Regions from separate parts of the Mus musculus genome. Here region 2 is linked to region 1. A link is a contact called in public HiChIP or PLAC-seq data. All regions are on one chromosome and are shown on one strand. The core of a region is the stretch at or near the end of the contact, and the rest is flanking DNA. Distances in the headings are between cores, read along the strand shown.

Evidence for each region. HiChIP or PLAC-seq counts read pairs in DNA pulled down with a chosen protein or histone mark.
Region 2: an H3K4me3 HiChIP or PLAC-seq map of embryonic stem cells shows a contact between it and region 1, with 6 times the contacts expected there. The contact joins the enhancer-like site here to the promoter of Prmt8 in region 1. A contact is called at or near these places in 3 of 39 promoter capture datasets (frontonasal cranial neural crest, maxillary cranial neural crest and second pharyngeal arch cranial neural crest), 1 of 15 datasets of contacts at CTCF or cohesin (the NIH/3T3 cell line), 2 of 484 Hi-C or Micro-C datasets (cortical neurons and granulocyte-monocyte progenitors), 4 of 115 datasets of contacts at active chromatin or transcription factors (all in embryonic stem cells) and 1 of 9 other capture datasets (adipose tissue).

What each region holds. Positions count from the first base shown.
Region 1 is chr6:127,765,905-127,773,140 of GRCm38.p6, reverse strand. Prmt8 (protein arginine N-methyltransferase 8) reads left to right here and starts at 3,982. Exons shown (of 10, transcript NM_201371.2): 1 at 3,982-4,468. The coding sequence starts at 4,394.
Region 2 is chr6:127,825,205-127,832,440 of GRCm38.p6, reverse strand. No RefSeq gene overlaps it. Among named protein-coding and RNA genes, the nearest start is that of Gm38902, 10 kb to the right of the region's middle. Within about 2 kb of position 3,905, at least 6 of the 459 cell types and tissues checked have an H3K27ac peak or open chromatin away from gene starts, as enhancers often do. A contact at or near this core is called in embryonic stem cells, where this site is marked.

The DNA of each region.
Region 1 (7,236 bases), core at 2,733-5,232:
TAGACGCAGCACGACAGTGTGTGTGCTCCCTAGCTATGTATGACGGGACAAGGAGGATAGCATGGTTTGAACTTACATGCCAGAACAGACCAGAGTTTGCACCTGAATCTTCCTAAGTGGCCTGGTCTGTAGGCTAGGGAAGCTGTACCCTGATGCTGGCTCACTGGATTGGTAGTAGTGGAAAGGTAGACAAGGAAATGTTTGGTTCTGGGATCCCAGCATGGGCTCCCAGGCAGAATTATAGAGTTCCAGAATAGGAAGAGTGGGAACAGATAGGGCTCCTCTGGTTACCGGTCACTTCTTCAGTGGCATCTCACAACACTAGAGAGTCTTTTCCTATGATACCCTTCCCCAAGGGTTTTATTCCAATCCTACATGTCACCCCAGTCATCAACACAACTTCACTCCACAGATCTCAAGAACCAGTACTGGTATCAGCATCACAGAACATGCCTGCAGTTCCAGCACCATGGAAGCAAAGGAAGAGCCCATCTGGACCACATAGAGAGACCCTATCTCAAAAACCCAGGGCTGAGACTGTGGCTTAGTGGTAGAGTGCCGATCTAGCACCTCCTCTGGCTGGAACTCAGCACTGGAGGAAAACATGAAGGTATGTGTGCTAGAGGCAGATCTTCCAATAGTGGGGTAGCCCCTGTGGTGGGAAGGATCTTTTCTGTACCTCAGAGACCATCTACAGTTCCTGTCCTCAAATATCTGTGAATGTTTGTCCTAAACATGGCACTCCACTAGAATTAAACTCTTAAAAACTCTTGATGCCCTGATCCCCGAAGGAGGAAACCAAACGTTGGTGTGTTTAAATCTCCCAGGTGGTTCTGTCATGCAGCCAAGGTTGAGAGCCATTGTCCTGTTCTTTAAGCTGATTTACCTTCTCCTAGAGTTGTATATGGAGTCAGGCAACCCGGACTTCCATCTTGACTGTATTCTGAGGGCAGTATTTTTTGAGTTTTGTCTGTTTGGGGGAATCTTCTCTGTGTTGTGTTCATGGAGAACACAAAATCTCAAAAAGTAGCCAAAAGGACAGCAACTGGAACGGTGTGCAGATGCAGACTGCAGCAGGCGGAAAGCCCTCTGTGAAGCTGGACTCAGGCTACAGGACGAGTCACAGCAAATGTTCGCATAATATTTGTACTCTTGCCATCGGGTCAGCCTTGTTCAGAGCCCATTAAGTGTGCCATTCAACACAGCCTGTTCCGTTGAAGGCCTAGTGCAAGGGGAACGAGCTAATGGATCTTGGGGACCACTTGGCCACAGGACACATCAAACGCACACCATGACAAATGCTGAACCCCTTTATCATCCTCTGTCTTCGCACTTGTCACTAAACTCTCTCCAACAGCCTTCCATTCTGCCCTTCACAGTCACGGTGATGAAAGATTGAGAACTTGTCACAGTCTGATGTGTTCTGTCGCCTTGTTAAGCCCAGTTCCTGCTATGAACGAAGCACTAAAAGATGCCCAGTGAGGATCATGTGGATTAATTGAGATAATTAATTAAGCTAACTTGATAAGAGAATATTCTGATACTCATGCAAAAGAGACAGAAAAGGGCTGGCTTCTAATAGTCCTACTGTGTGTTTTTCATACATCATGGATTTTTCACAATCCCGGGAGGTGAGTCTTCAGGTAATTCTTGTATGTTTGTATGGGCATACATGTGTGTGTGTGTGTGTGTGTGCGCGCGCGTGCGCGCACGTGCACATGGAGGCCTGAGCCTCTACATTTTTACCTGCAACATTCAAGAGTAACACGGCTCCCCAAACTCTACCTTTCAATGATTTGTGAGTTTGTAATTAGGTGGGTGCACAGCAGGGACCAAATCTCAGATCCAAGAGTGTTCGAGGAGGGTCGGAGCATCACCTGTGATAGGTCACCATGCTTTCCTCAGGTCGCTGCAGAGCAACCTTAGTGGCCTAGATACCTCTGTGCCCCAGGCTGCCTTTGAGTTGGCATAGCAAACTCTTGCTGTAAAAACACAGCTCTCCATGTCCCTTTCCCATTCCAACAGGAGCTGTGTCTGTACTTGGGGAGAAGCCAAGCACAGTAAAAAGATTTCAACAGAGAACTGAGGAAACACCCCCACTGAGGTTCTCATAGCAACATAATCACGCACAACAGCAGCCTATTTCGGTGGGAGCCTGTTTCAGCTCCCCTCCTCCCCTGTTAGTCACAGAATGGATGAACAAGCAGAAGGAGTGTGGGGTGGGGACAGGGTTGGGTTGGAAGTCAAGAGGCTGGGGAGCTGGTTTACTGAAGCTCCTGCAGCTTGTCGAGGGACCTTAGACAATTGCCCCCTTCTCTTTCATCCGGAGTCCTTACCTGTAAGAGGACTGGACCAACGTGTGGGTGGGGAATCTTGCTATTCTAGTCTTATTTGATTGCATACGTACTAAGCCTCTTTTGATCCAGCATCTCAGAGCCTTATCTGAGAGAAGACGAGTAGGGGAAGAAAAGCAGGAGGTAAAAGTCATTTTTTAGATGCAGTTATGTCCCCTCCTCCATACTGTGTGTGGCAGGATGGCAGGATGGCAGGATGGGAGTGAAGAAGGATCAGGCATTGCCAAAGACTGCTCATTCATGCCCAACTCGAATTCAGGTCTGTGGTTTGAGAAGGTTGAGGGGAATTTACTCTTGTTTTGGGATTATCAGTGCGGTTAACCCAAGCTTCTTGCTATATTTTCTTTAATCCTTCTCATCTCCCTCCTCTTCCCGTTTTTTACTCCTCACCTCTGCTCACGGCCATGTCTCTTCTCTTTGCCTGAGGATCTTGGTCTGATAGAAGTATCTATCACCGTGAGCCGAGCTGGGTTTTGGCCCTTTTCCTCAATGAACCTGGGTTAGTTGAGGACAGTCACTCTTACACTTCTTGGCTATCAAAGGCTATGATCAGACTAAACAGGGCGATTGGTTTAAATAACTCAACTAAGGACTGAGATGAAGCGGGAAGAAAGCTCCTGGCACATCTGTGCGGTCCCTGACCTTGACCTGTGGGCCAGAAAGCCTGAAGGTTCAGCTTTCCCGGAGATAGCCAGCTACAGAGTCCTGAGTATGGCCTCCCTCCCCCATTGTTCTATCCCTCAATGCCTGACAGATGGCCCGAAAGAGAGAAAAAAAGCTCTCAAAGTGAAGACAGGAATGCATTGTATAAAAATTCACACCCCCCGCTGCCGCCCAAACTCTCCCTTAAAAAAGGATCGAGAGAATCCTAATGGGTACGTGACATCCTCACGGCTCTCTCCCATAAAAGGGACGTCAGGAGAGGGTGAAGGTGGGGGAGGGGCTGTAGGGGAGGGGGAGAGATGTGTGTCCCCCCGGGAGTGGGGGCTGACAGGCTAGACAGGGGTAGGGGAGCTAGACCGCGGACCCTTTTATTGATTTGTTCCTGGTTGTTTTCCCAAGCCACCTCAGGCAGCCACCTTCACTTCAACCCGGTCCTCCTGAGAGGGGTTTGAAGGCCTTCTGGTCTTGGGTCCTGAGGGTGAAGAAAAGCTAGATAGAGAGGACCTAGAGTTGAAGGAGTTGAGGACTTCCCCCTCCCATCCAGACACCCACCCTGTTCATGCCCCAAACAGTAATCCGCGCAGGAAGGATCCAGGAATCGACCGGGTGGGGGGGCTGGGGAGGGGTGAGGGGCGTAGACATTTGGTAACCGTGGCTGAGTCTTGTCCGGTGCTTGCCCTCGTTAGAAGGACTTGCACTGGGCTGAGACCCTCCAGCAGCCTCGTGGACGCCTGCTTCCCGGAGCCTGGCGCGCGGCCCCGCAGCGTGCGCGCAGCCCTAGCCCCCGCGCCAGGTGTGCGCCGCGCCAGGAGCGCAGCGGAGCGCAGGCGGCCCCCAGACCCCGCGGTCCCGGGCACGGGGGCGGGCTGGGGGTCTCCGCCGTCAGCGCCCCGCCACCCGCTCGCTCCCGCGCACCTCCCACCCCGCCCCCACTCACCGGCTCAGCCCCCGGGAGCGCCGAGCAGGACGCGTGTTGCTTCGCCCAGCGATCGGCAGAAGTTGGGAGAGTTGCCGTCCGCCTCCCGCCTGCCGGACTTCGGAGCCGCTGCCTCTGCCGGCGAGCCCGCGGGGCCGCCTCCCTCCCTCCCGCCCAGCCCGCCGCGCAGGGGAGAGGGGCGCGGAGGGGGTCGTGAGCGCGACCAGAACTTGCAAGTGTGCGAAGGGATGCGAGGCAGATGAAGAGCGAGGAAACGTGAACAAAGTGGCGACCGCAGGAGGGACTCCACAGAGCTCGATTGTCGCGGAGGACGCTCCGGGAGAGGGGCTGGCTGGGATTTTTTCCCCCCTCCTCTTGCATTCTTAGGCTCTCTTTTAAAGCCACATCAGCCGTCTCTCGTTCTTTACTATCTCGAATCCCCAAACCCTTGTTGGCTCTTATGGGCATGAAACACTCCTCCCGCTGCCTGCTCCTCCGGAGGAAAATGGCGGAGAATGCAGTCGAAAGCACCGAGGTAAGGAGGCGACCGGGCCGGGGTTTTCAGCGACCCTGCCTCCCACTGGGACCCCTGTGTGCCGCCGCTGCTTGCTGCCACCACCAACGCCGTGGTGCCAAACTTTCCCCATCCCGCTTGTCCCTGCCGAGAGAGAGAGAGAGAGAGAGAGAGAGAGAGAGAGAGAGAGAGAGAGAGAGAGAAGTGTAGGAGTGTGTGTGGGGGGCGACGGTGCACGTCTCAGTTCCTTTCCCCCTTGAAAATCTAAATTTTCAGCCCCATCACCCTCTCCTGCCACCCTCTGCTCCCTTCCTGTTCCCCTAAGTCCCAAACCTTGGGCAGCCCGGCTCCCCTGCCCCTGTGCACAGGATTCCGATAGTGATCCCGGATCCCGGCTTTACGAAGAGCTGGAGTGGGTTATATTAGGGCCAGGTTTGCTCCCTGCAGTGCACCGATTATCTCCCACCGCTACCTGGGCTTTACCCTTCAAGCTCGAGGTGGTCCCCAAGCTATGGGTCCCTGCAACACCGCGGAGAGCTCCCGGCCTTAGGGGGCCGACCTGGTGGCAGTACTAAGCACCTGCACCTGACCTCCCCCGCAGTCCCCAGTCCACAGCTGGGCCGGAGGTCTGCAGTCCTAGGGTGCTTAAGGCGCCGAGGGAGAGCGGAACCCTGGGAGGGCGCACCGACCGCGGCCCCATTCAGCACCAGGGACAGCGCCCGCGCCTGCCGCAGCTTAGCCCGCACAAGCAGCGGGGGTTGTGCGCCCTGGGCTGCAGCGCGAAACCGGTCTGCGGCCACTTGTCCCGCAGCAGCTTTTAAGGAGGCCGCTCTAGCTCCGCAAATGATACTCTTGCCCTCCGTCTTCGGCAGTCCTTACGGCCGCCCCGTATCTGCCCTTTCTCTACTCCGGAGTTGGCCTTGAGCTGCAGAGAGCCCAGCGGGTCTTTGCGTCCCGAGCAAGTGTGTTCTTTCGCCTCGCTCTGACCCAGCTGTCATCACAATGGGATTTTTCCCTGGTTTTGGGCACCTGTAGTCATGGAGGGGATCGGCATGGGCAGCCCCCTTACCTTCACAGAGGAACTGTGCGCCGAGGTGGGGGTGGAGTGGGGCGTGTGTGTGATCATCCCTTATTCGGTGGCAGGAAAAAGACACAGAGCAAACTCCGGGGCTCTATTAATAGCCCAGTGTCTGGTGGGGCTGCCGTACATTTCACATACGGTAACCCATATGCAGCGTGGGGCTGAGATGGGGGTGTGGCGCGGAGACTGTCCAGGCCTTGCGGGAAAGCAAAAACAACGTGAAGACCTTTCCCGGCCTTCTTTCCTAGAGGTCACAACTCATTCCCCGCCTCACGGTATAGGCAGCAAAGCTTAAGAATACCCATTCCTTGGACACTAGAGGCAGCATGCTTCTGGCAACTGTCGATTTTGAAACAAACACGATCTGGGGCTGGAAGATGAGGGGCATACAGCAGTTAATGTCTTCTCCTTGAGTTAGGGCAAAGCCATTCTGCATGTCGTTCCTTGGACCATCCTCTTCCCCACCCCAACCTGGGAGCAGAGTCTTTGAAACCGAGTAATAGCACCAGACGCTCAGCATTCCCCTCCCCCTCCGCCCTCTGATCGCCCACCCGCGGAACAGGTTTCTAAAAATAGCTTGGAGTCTCAAGGCCGCGCACTGGTGAAGTGTTGGGCCAGCCAGCTTGTAGCAGTCCCTGCAACCCAGTAGCTATAGCTCTTCCCTGCTTTTTCCCTATCCCACCTCATCTTCACTTGTCTTAAAAAAAAATAGAAAATAAAAATAAAAAAAGTTTTCGTGGGTCCTCGTCCACAATCACCCGGACTGGCGTGTGGGGTCTAGTGCAGACCCGGGCCACGTTCCGCAGTGTGCAGTGGCGGCTGCGGCTCTCTCCACCTCGGTGAGGGTTAAAGGCGTCCGGAGCAGGCAGAGCGACGCGCGACAGGCTATTTTTACTCGCTTCCCCCGCTGCTCTGAGCTCCCCCTTCTCAGCAGTCGCACATGCCAGCTCTGCTCAAGGCATCAATGAAAACAGCAGTAGAAGCGGTGGTGGCAGGGGCGGAGGGGGGGGGGGAGGACGACGGAGTGGGGAGGGAGGGAGGGAGGAAGAGAGAGAGAGAGAGAGAGAGAGAGAGAGAGAGAGAGAGAGAGAGAGAGAGAGAGAGAGAACCCAGCTGGTCTTAGACCCCTTAGATGACAATGAATCAAAGCGGAACATGGGAAGGTTCAGCTCTCAGCAACTTCCTTGGAGAAAGGATGCAACCCAGACTTGGTCAAACGTGCCCAGTGAGGCATACAGGCCTCGTGACTACTGCTTGGTTTTCCTCCAGGAACGGGCAGGCTGTTTTTGGAATAAGCTAAGAGCAAAGTGGTGCTTCCAAAGTGGGGTATTGAGGGGGTTGCATTGCCTGCACATCTTAGGGGTACCAAGAGCACACTTGTGGATGTGTGGAGTGTGTGGGCGGGGGGGGGGAGGGGCGGGAATGACAACGGTTGCTGTCCAGTCTCTAGCAGGTACTCACTCTGTACCCGGAAAAGTAGGTTTCTAAGACCCTAGTGGCCTGGCTTTTGCCCTCAAAGAGCTCACAAATTAGTGAACACAGTTGTGACTGGAGAGCCCGGTTACATCTTTCCCTGCGTCTTGCAGGTGGTAGCATACTACTTGTGTTCTGTGCTCATACTAAGGCTATGAGAGAAGCGAAGGTTAGTATTTGTTTCCCATTTTCTTGGAGACCACAGAGTAGCCTGAGGTCAGGCAGTGACTCCGGC
Region 2 (7,236 bases), core at 2,656-5,155, 59 kb before region 1:
TGTTTGGCTTCCCGTGACAGGTGTGTAAAGTGAGCAGGTTTTAAAGTCTTGCTACATATGGGTAACTATCTGGGGAGAGTGGCTTGTATCAAGCAAATCTTTCCTGTGCTTTCCTGATGTTCCATGTCACTTTTAGGATGCCTCTGAACTAACGGAGCTTTGAACTTCCAGTGGTTGTCTTGGAAATATCTTGGTAGCCTTGTGGAGGGGAGTGGGCACTGTCACCCTTGGGCAGTTAAACCATCTCTGCCTAGATTTTGTCTAGATTTCTAGACTATATAGGCCACCTTCCAGCATTTGGGACCTAGCAGCAGGGATAGAGCTCTAAATGGCTAAAAACAGTGAAAGGTATTGTTGGGCCAGGTATTTCCCTGAACAAGGTCCTAACCCAAACAAAATCTGCTCTAGGGCCTTGAATTTCTGGAGGGCTGTCTGTATTTCTGAAGTCTATAGTACAAGTGGGTTAATTTCTTGTCCTTTAGTAACCTCAGATAGGGCTCTACTATAAGCCCCAAGCTGGGACACCAAAATTAGAAAATTGCATCCCTCCAAAGAAATGTTATGGCTGACTGGAGACCCTGTGTGTCAGGTATAAGCTGCTTATAGTCAGGTATAAGCTGCCTGGTTCTCAGGGCAGGGCAAAGGTGTGTCCCAGGTTTGTTACCTTTTTGAGATTTATGCCTTTAAAAAAATGACACTTTCTATCCCCTCTCTGCCAAGAAATTTGGGCTCTTAATAATATGAGATCATCAGACCACCTGCATCCTGTAAGACTGTCCCCTCTTTTAGCATCTCAAGTCTCTGAAATTTCTTCCTTATCCCCTGACACAAAAGTGTGTGTGTGTGTGTGTATGTGTGTATGTGTGTGTGTGGGGGGGGGGGATATCCTCAAAGACCCAAGGAAGTACTTACTGCACATGAGTATTATGGTTCGTCTTTGGGTTTGTTTGTTTGTTTTTCCATAGTCAGTGGAGCTTCTCATTCAAAAGCCAGTAGGAACTGGAGTCTTGAACGTAGTGGAGTAGAGAAATAAAAAGGCATCTTTTCTATCCGACCCTGAAAACCCTCAGGTGTCTCTTGAGAGCCTGCCTGCCTTAGGAGTATATGAAGATCATCAGAGGAGGTGGGTAGGGACCATGGCTTCAACTCATTATGCGCAGCTCTTGGAACAACTGATAGTCTCACGGCCAGGAGAGGAGGATGTGAGTGAGGATTACAGGGGGTTTGCAGTTCAAACTTTAGGAACTGGTTTAGGGCAGGCTGAAATCCCTTTCTTGTCTTCCTGACTTGGCAGGATAATGGAAGAGGTCTTGCAAGGAGATCTGAATGGACGTGGCTGTGTTTATCAGTCCCAAACCCAGGCTACCAAGCTCAAGGAGCAGCCTGATGTCTATCTGGGGGTGCGGGGGGGGGGGTGCGGGGGTGCCCAGCCTCTGACCACAGGAGAGCTCCTTCTCCCACTCCCCCGGGACCGTTTAAATTTGTAAAATTACCTTGAATTTTATCATCAAGTTTCTCCCTGGCAAAGAGGCTTGGCTGCTAAAGTCAATAAAGCTTTCACAAACAAAAGTAACAAGCAAGCAACAAGTAAACCAGTGTGTGTGTGTGTGGGGGGCGGGGGGTGGGGGTGGGGGTGAGGGGGTGGGAATAGTAAAGTCTAAACAGTCCTAGGAATCTCTGTGGATCAAGAGGATCATTTTCCAGCATAAACGGATCTGTAAGCCACTGGGAAACGTCTCTGGGTTCTTAAGGCAGTTTCTCTGGTTTTTTCCCCTTACGTAGCGGGATATCAGAAAGGGCACCTGCAACCAAACAGCCCTGCTAGTTCCAGCTGCCGCTTTCAGTGGCAGGGGCTCTGTTCATGCCTGTGAATGTGGGGTTCTACTATCCACATGTTGGGAACTTGAAAAGAGACATCGGGGGTCAGGTTCAGGAGGCGTGGTGATTAGAGTGGTTCGGTGAGGGAGAACCGGAGTTCCCCTTGACAGACTCTTAAGTGGAAGGAGTGGGTTGTCTAGAACATCCAAGATTTTCGCTCTCCCCATTTCATCTGGTTCTTTGTGTCCTGGACAGACCAATGGATCCTGATAGAGAATCATGAAGGCCTGGACACAGAGTCTCAGACCATTTTCCTCACCTCCTAATGAAATAGATCTAGTTGCAGAATAATATTCTCACTGAGACTGTTTTGTTGAGGCCTTTTCTTTCCATCCCCCATTTTGTTTGGAAGCAAGACAGTATTGTAGTAAAACACAATTTCGCCAGTGGCTAAGGAGAAACCTGAGGGTGGAGTCTGCTGGAAGAGAAGAGGAGGAGAATGGACATTTGGAGGCCTTTTTCCCACGCCGGGGAAGGGCTGGGGAAGCAGGTCATACTGAAGATGCCAGGGGCTCCCCTCTTTGGAATCTCTCTTAGTTGGGAGTCTCCAATCTTATCTGGAAGTTTCCCCATTACTCGTTTCTTGTTCCAGGTGGGACATCCCTGGGTGTGTACAATGGCAACCTGACTGCCTGACATCCTCCCGGTGCCATTCCTTAAGATAGTCAGAGAGAGAGGTGGGAAGTGTTATAGCACAAACAAATGTGTGGATTAACATGAATGCTAAGATATCCAGAGTCAAACGGCCAGTCACAAGCACTCAAAAAGGTAAATAAGAAGGCTAGCATCTGGGTATGAGATAGCCAAGCTGATCAGACCAAAGTAAAGACAGGGTTCCGAGAAAATCACAATTAGTTTTGGCAGGCTTCTACCTGAAGAATATATACAAGACACTGTTGTCCTTTCACAGAGTAATGTATCTAATTGCAACAGACTAAATTGTAAGAACAACTTCTCAGAAGGCCTCTACCTCGTCCAGGAAAGAGACCACCCCAAGGCAAGGAGTCAGACATGAGGTCATGGGGAGAGCTGCTGTTACACACCCAGGTGACTGTGTCTTCCCACTGTCAGAATGTCCCCTTCATGGTTAAAGAGCAGTAGAGCTATGATGGGGCCACTGGGGCCACTTATCCCCATACCCTAGCAGAGGATAGAGTCCTCAAAGGACCTGATATCACTCTGTTACTTCCATCACCATTTGTGATGCCCCCTTCTTTTGTGAAAATGAGGTGGGGAGAAAAACACTCCCAAAAGAACATCTTGTCAACTACGATTTGGGGCACAAAAAAGGGTCACCTTACCCTTGAATATGGCACCCACCTCATAAATATCCACAAGAGCATCCCTACTCAACTCAGACTCTTGTGTGTCTTTGTCTTCAGAACGCTTGCTTTGCTTAAGCCTCTGCTAAATAAACTTTTTTGTCAGACTGTCCCTGCCTCCTGACTGAATTTGTTCTTTTGAAGACAAGAGCCAGGTGGCTCTTATAATAGATAGCAATGACAGGTTGAGTCAGGGGCCTCAGGGGCTTGTGAGGTGAGCAAAGTTGCTGCCAAGCCTGCCAACTTGAGTTTGATTCCTGGGACTCAGATGGACAGAAGAGAGAACCAATTCCTGTAGGCCATCCCCTAGCTTCCTTCCACAGACTTACCTTGGCGCCTGTGCCAATCCTCTGCCCGTCCCCCAACCTCTCTCCCTCAACAAAAACATTTAAGTGAAAATAAACAAAACAACCTCAACTCCAAAAGAACTGAACATTCTGCCTCAGCGTAGGAAGAACTCATTTGCCAGGTCCAAAAGACTTAGCCAGCCGTAAATCCTAATGTCTCCTACTTCTTGAGAGTCACTCGTGTTTGGGATGGGGATTTCAGAAGGTGGCATGTAAGTTTAACTCAGCAAGGTAATTTTTTTTTCTGGACCTGGATAATAATTGGGGCCTGTAGCCTCCCCCAGCCTTGAGCAGGCTGGTTCAGACCTGTTCTACCATTGTCAGCTGGCCCACCTAGGGTGGAGTCTCCAACCTAGATGGAGCTATTGTTTTGTAGCCTCTGTGGTTTTCGCCAAGAGGCTGCTACCGGCTGAGAGGTAGACCTGTCTTCCTGAGGCCACCCTGAATAAGCATCAGCCTGGGGACAGAGTGACAAGAGCCTGGCGACAAAGCACAGAGAGCCTGGCGTGGTGGGGGATAGGCCCCCTCCATTTATAAGTTCACACTCAGTAAACTTTGGGCCTAGGTCAGTATCTTTGTCTTGGTCTCCTATTTCTCTCACCTCTTTCCCATATGGTCCCAGCCTCCCTTTCAAGAACCCTGTAGCTGCAAGTGGCTACAGGGGCCTTCTAACAAAGGCAATGAACGGAGTTTCTGATCTCAGTCTACACGTGAAATTGGAAAACTGGGAACCCATGTCTTGATTCAGAGGAAAAGAAAAGAGGCACGCGTGGGGGGTGGGGGAGGGGGGATTTCTGATGAATGAAAAGTAAAGCAAGCAATACTTTTCTTTTTCCATTTTAGTGCCAGACTTATGTGTACTCACAGAATGAGACTCAGCTGATGTGTGCATCTGCCTTGTGCTAGGCAAAGCCTATATTGCTATCTAATATTTGGATGCCCCATTATGGATAGCTTTAAATGGTGAACAGTCTAGGGGTTTTTAACCATTTACTCTGTGCCTTCTACAGATAGCCACAAGAAAGGCAAGTGGTCAGAGGAATGAGCTATGACGACCCCTTTGGGGAGCTTGCCTCCTGGCTGGCTAGCCAGCTGTGTTACTGTGTGCTCTGGTGACTTTTAACAACGGAGAAATCATAGACACGTAGTTGATGGCAAAAGGTTGAGTGTAGAAGAAAAGGGCAGAGGTGCTCTGGGTGAGCAGCAAGGCTGTCTGTCCCCAGAACCACTCCTTTTGTTGAGATTCTTGGGAGTTGAGGTAGGAGGGAGACCTGATTCCCAGGAGGAGGAGGAGCTGGGTGGCTCCTTGAGTGACAAACAGATTATAACACTGGATGCTCTATGCATGTCTTTGAGCCTCTGCATGCAGAGTCTTTGGAGAGTGAGGATGCGCAGAATGTTAGGGCAAGCAGGCTTAGCATTTCTACTGGTGTCTGGAAAAAAGAGACAGAAAGAGGGAAAGAAGTTTTATGCTTTCTGAACTAGGAAATTGGGTAGGGTTAGCAGTGGGGGGTCTGAAAGCAGCTCCGTGGAGCCAGGAGCTTCTGGGAGCGTATGTACCCAACTCATGAAGGAGAAGCTACCCTTTCCACCTTCTTTAACACGTTTTCAGCTAGATTATCTTTCCTGAAGATACAGCTTAAAAAAAGAAAACAAGAAAAAAATACTGATGTCTGTGTGTCTGTCTGTCTGTCTGTCTGTCTGCCTGTGGGATGCCTGGTTTGTTACTTGGGTAATAGGATTCAAATCCTTGTCTTCATGATTGCAAGCATCCTAACTGCTCAGTGCCTTATCTCCAGCCCTCAAAATTCGGCTTTCTGTGCAGCATTTTCCTGTCCAGGTGATTGGCTGGTTCATTTGGACTAACTCTTAAGGGAGGGGGCAGAAGCAATGTCTTTTGTCATCTTAAAACCTTTTGGGCAGCTTAGAGTTCCATGTTTCCACCCAGGGCCAAGGGTACAACCCAGATCCCACTCTTCTGACCAAAACTCATGCTAGCAACAGATTAAAAACCAACCAACCAACAAACAAAACAGCAGCAATACCCCAAAGTAAAACCCCAAATCTGTAAGATAGCCGTGCTCTACAAGGAGGAATTGACTGTCTCTTCATGGGCATCAACAGCCCAGCAGCCCTCACCTCCTTCCCTTACTAAGGAGGGCAGCTGTGAGGTCTCCTACTGCCTCTCACTTGGCATTTCCAATCCCAAGGAAGCCCAATGCAATGTTTCCCTTTTCTTAAAACCAGTGGTTTTCCAGGGCAATGGAAATTGGGGTCTGAGGTTCAATAGGACAGGAGTGGGAATGGCCGTTCTCAGTGGCATTCAAGCTAGCCTCAATGCCTCACCCGGGGCCAGGTGCCCTCGTGCAGGCCAGACCGAAGTGTCAGCAGTAGGGCTGGGTGCACCCTTGGAGAAGTCTGCATGGTCCTGCTCCTTCTGTGTGATAGGAAGAACACTGGATTGGGAAATAGAAGGAGCTCTAGAGTTGGTTCAGCTTCTTTTGTTTGTTTTTTGGTTTTTGGGTTTTTTTGTTTTGTTTTTTGAGCCTTTTGTGTATCAAACAGGCATCATGACACCACAGCTGCCTGTTGTTCCAGGGAAGAGGGCATTTTGTCATTGTCACCCAGAGCACGGAATAGAAAGGCTTCCCAACCAGTAAAGTGCCACACCCCTTGCTCATCTGTGTTGGATAGGCTCACGGGTTCATTACAAGTCTGAATGAGGAGGAAATCGTGTTTACCATATTCAAGCTCCACAAAAACTGGAGGTCATATCCCACGATAAGGTAGGATAGAAAGACAGAAAGAAGGATGGGTCACAGGAAGGAAAGAAAGAGTCCCTCGGTTGAGAGTCTGTGTGGAAGCTTCCTGGCAACCAAGAACCAAGAATTCCAGCACAAGGAACATTTCCTATAAAGGCTACGAGCACAGCGGCTGCCATTCCTTATGTTTTATGTCTGTGTGACCTTCAAGTATGGCTTTACTTCTTTCCCAGGTGTAGCCAGCACATGGCTACTTTGTGGGTTCTTTTTTCTTCCACCCTTCTCCACCCCCTTTCCACCCTAACTCGACATAGTCCAGAAAAAGGATAGGGGTGGGGAAAGGGTTATCATTAGACTACTTCCTGCTGGTTGTGGGCGTCAAGTTTCCTGTGGCAAGTTTGATCTAATTTCTTCTTCCTGTTTCTTCTTTGCGCATGACTACTTAACAAACCTTGACCACCAGCCACCAACCACCAACCAACAACAACCCAAGCCTGTTGGGGCCCTGGCATTTATATACTCTCTGAGAAGTCAAACACCACACACATAACACAACTGCACAAACTACCTGTCCGCTGGCAACATCGTGCTGCAGAGGCAGTCTGAAGCAGCCTCACATCCCACCTGGGACTAAAACCAAAATATATTCCCATAATATTTCTGTGTTTTTCAAAGAAAACAACATTTTCACTACACCCAGATATTTTCTAAACAAGAGTACCTTTGTTTACAGTAACAATATTCTAACACTCTAAATCAGAGTGACTTAGACAGTAGCCCTCACCTGTAATCTCACTTAAGTTTTTTAGCAACTCTTTGGAGATGCCCCCCCCCGCCCCCCTCTACCTACTATATATGTGACTACTGTAAAGGCAACGAAATAGATCTCTCTTTTAAGGTGGCCACACCTATGCTCTCAAGTGGATC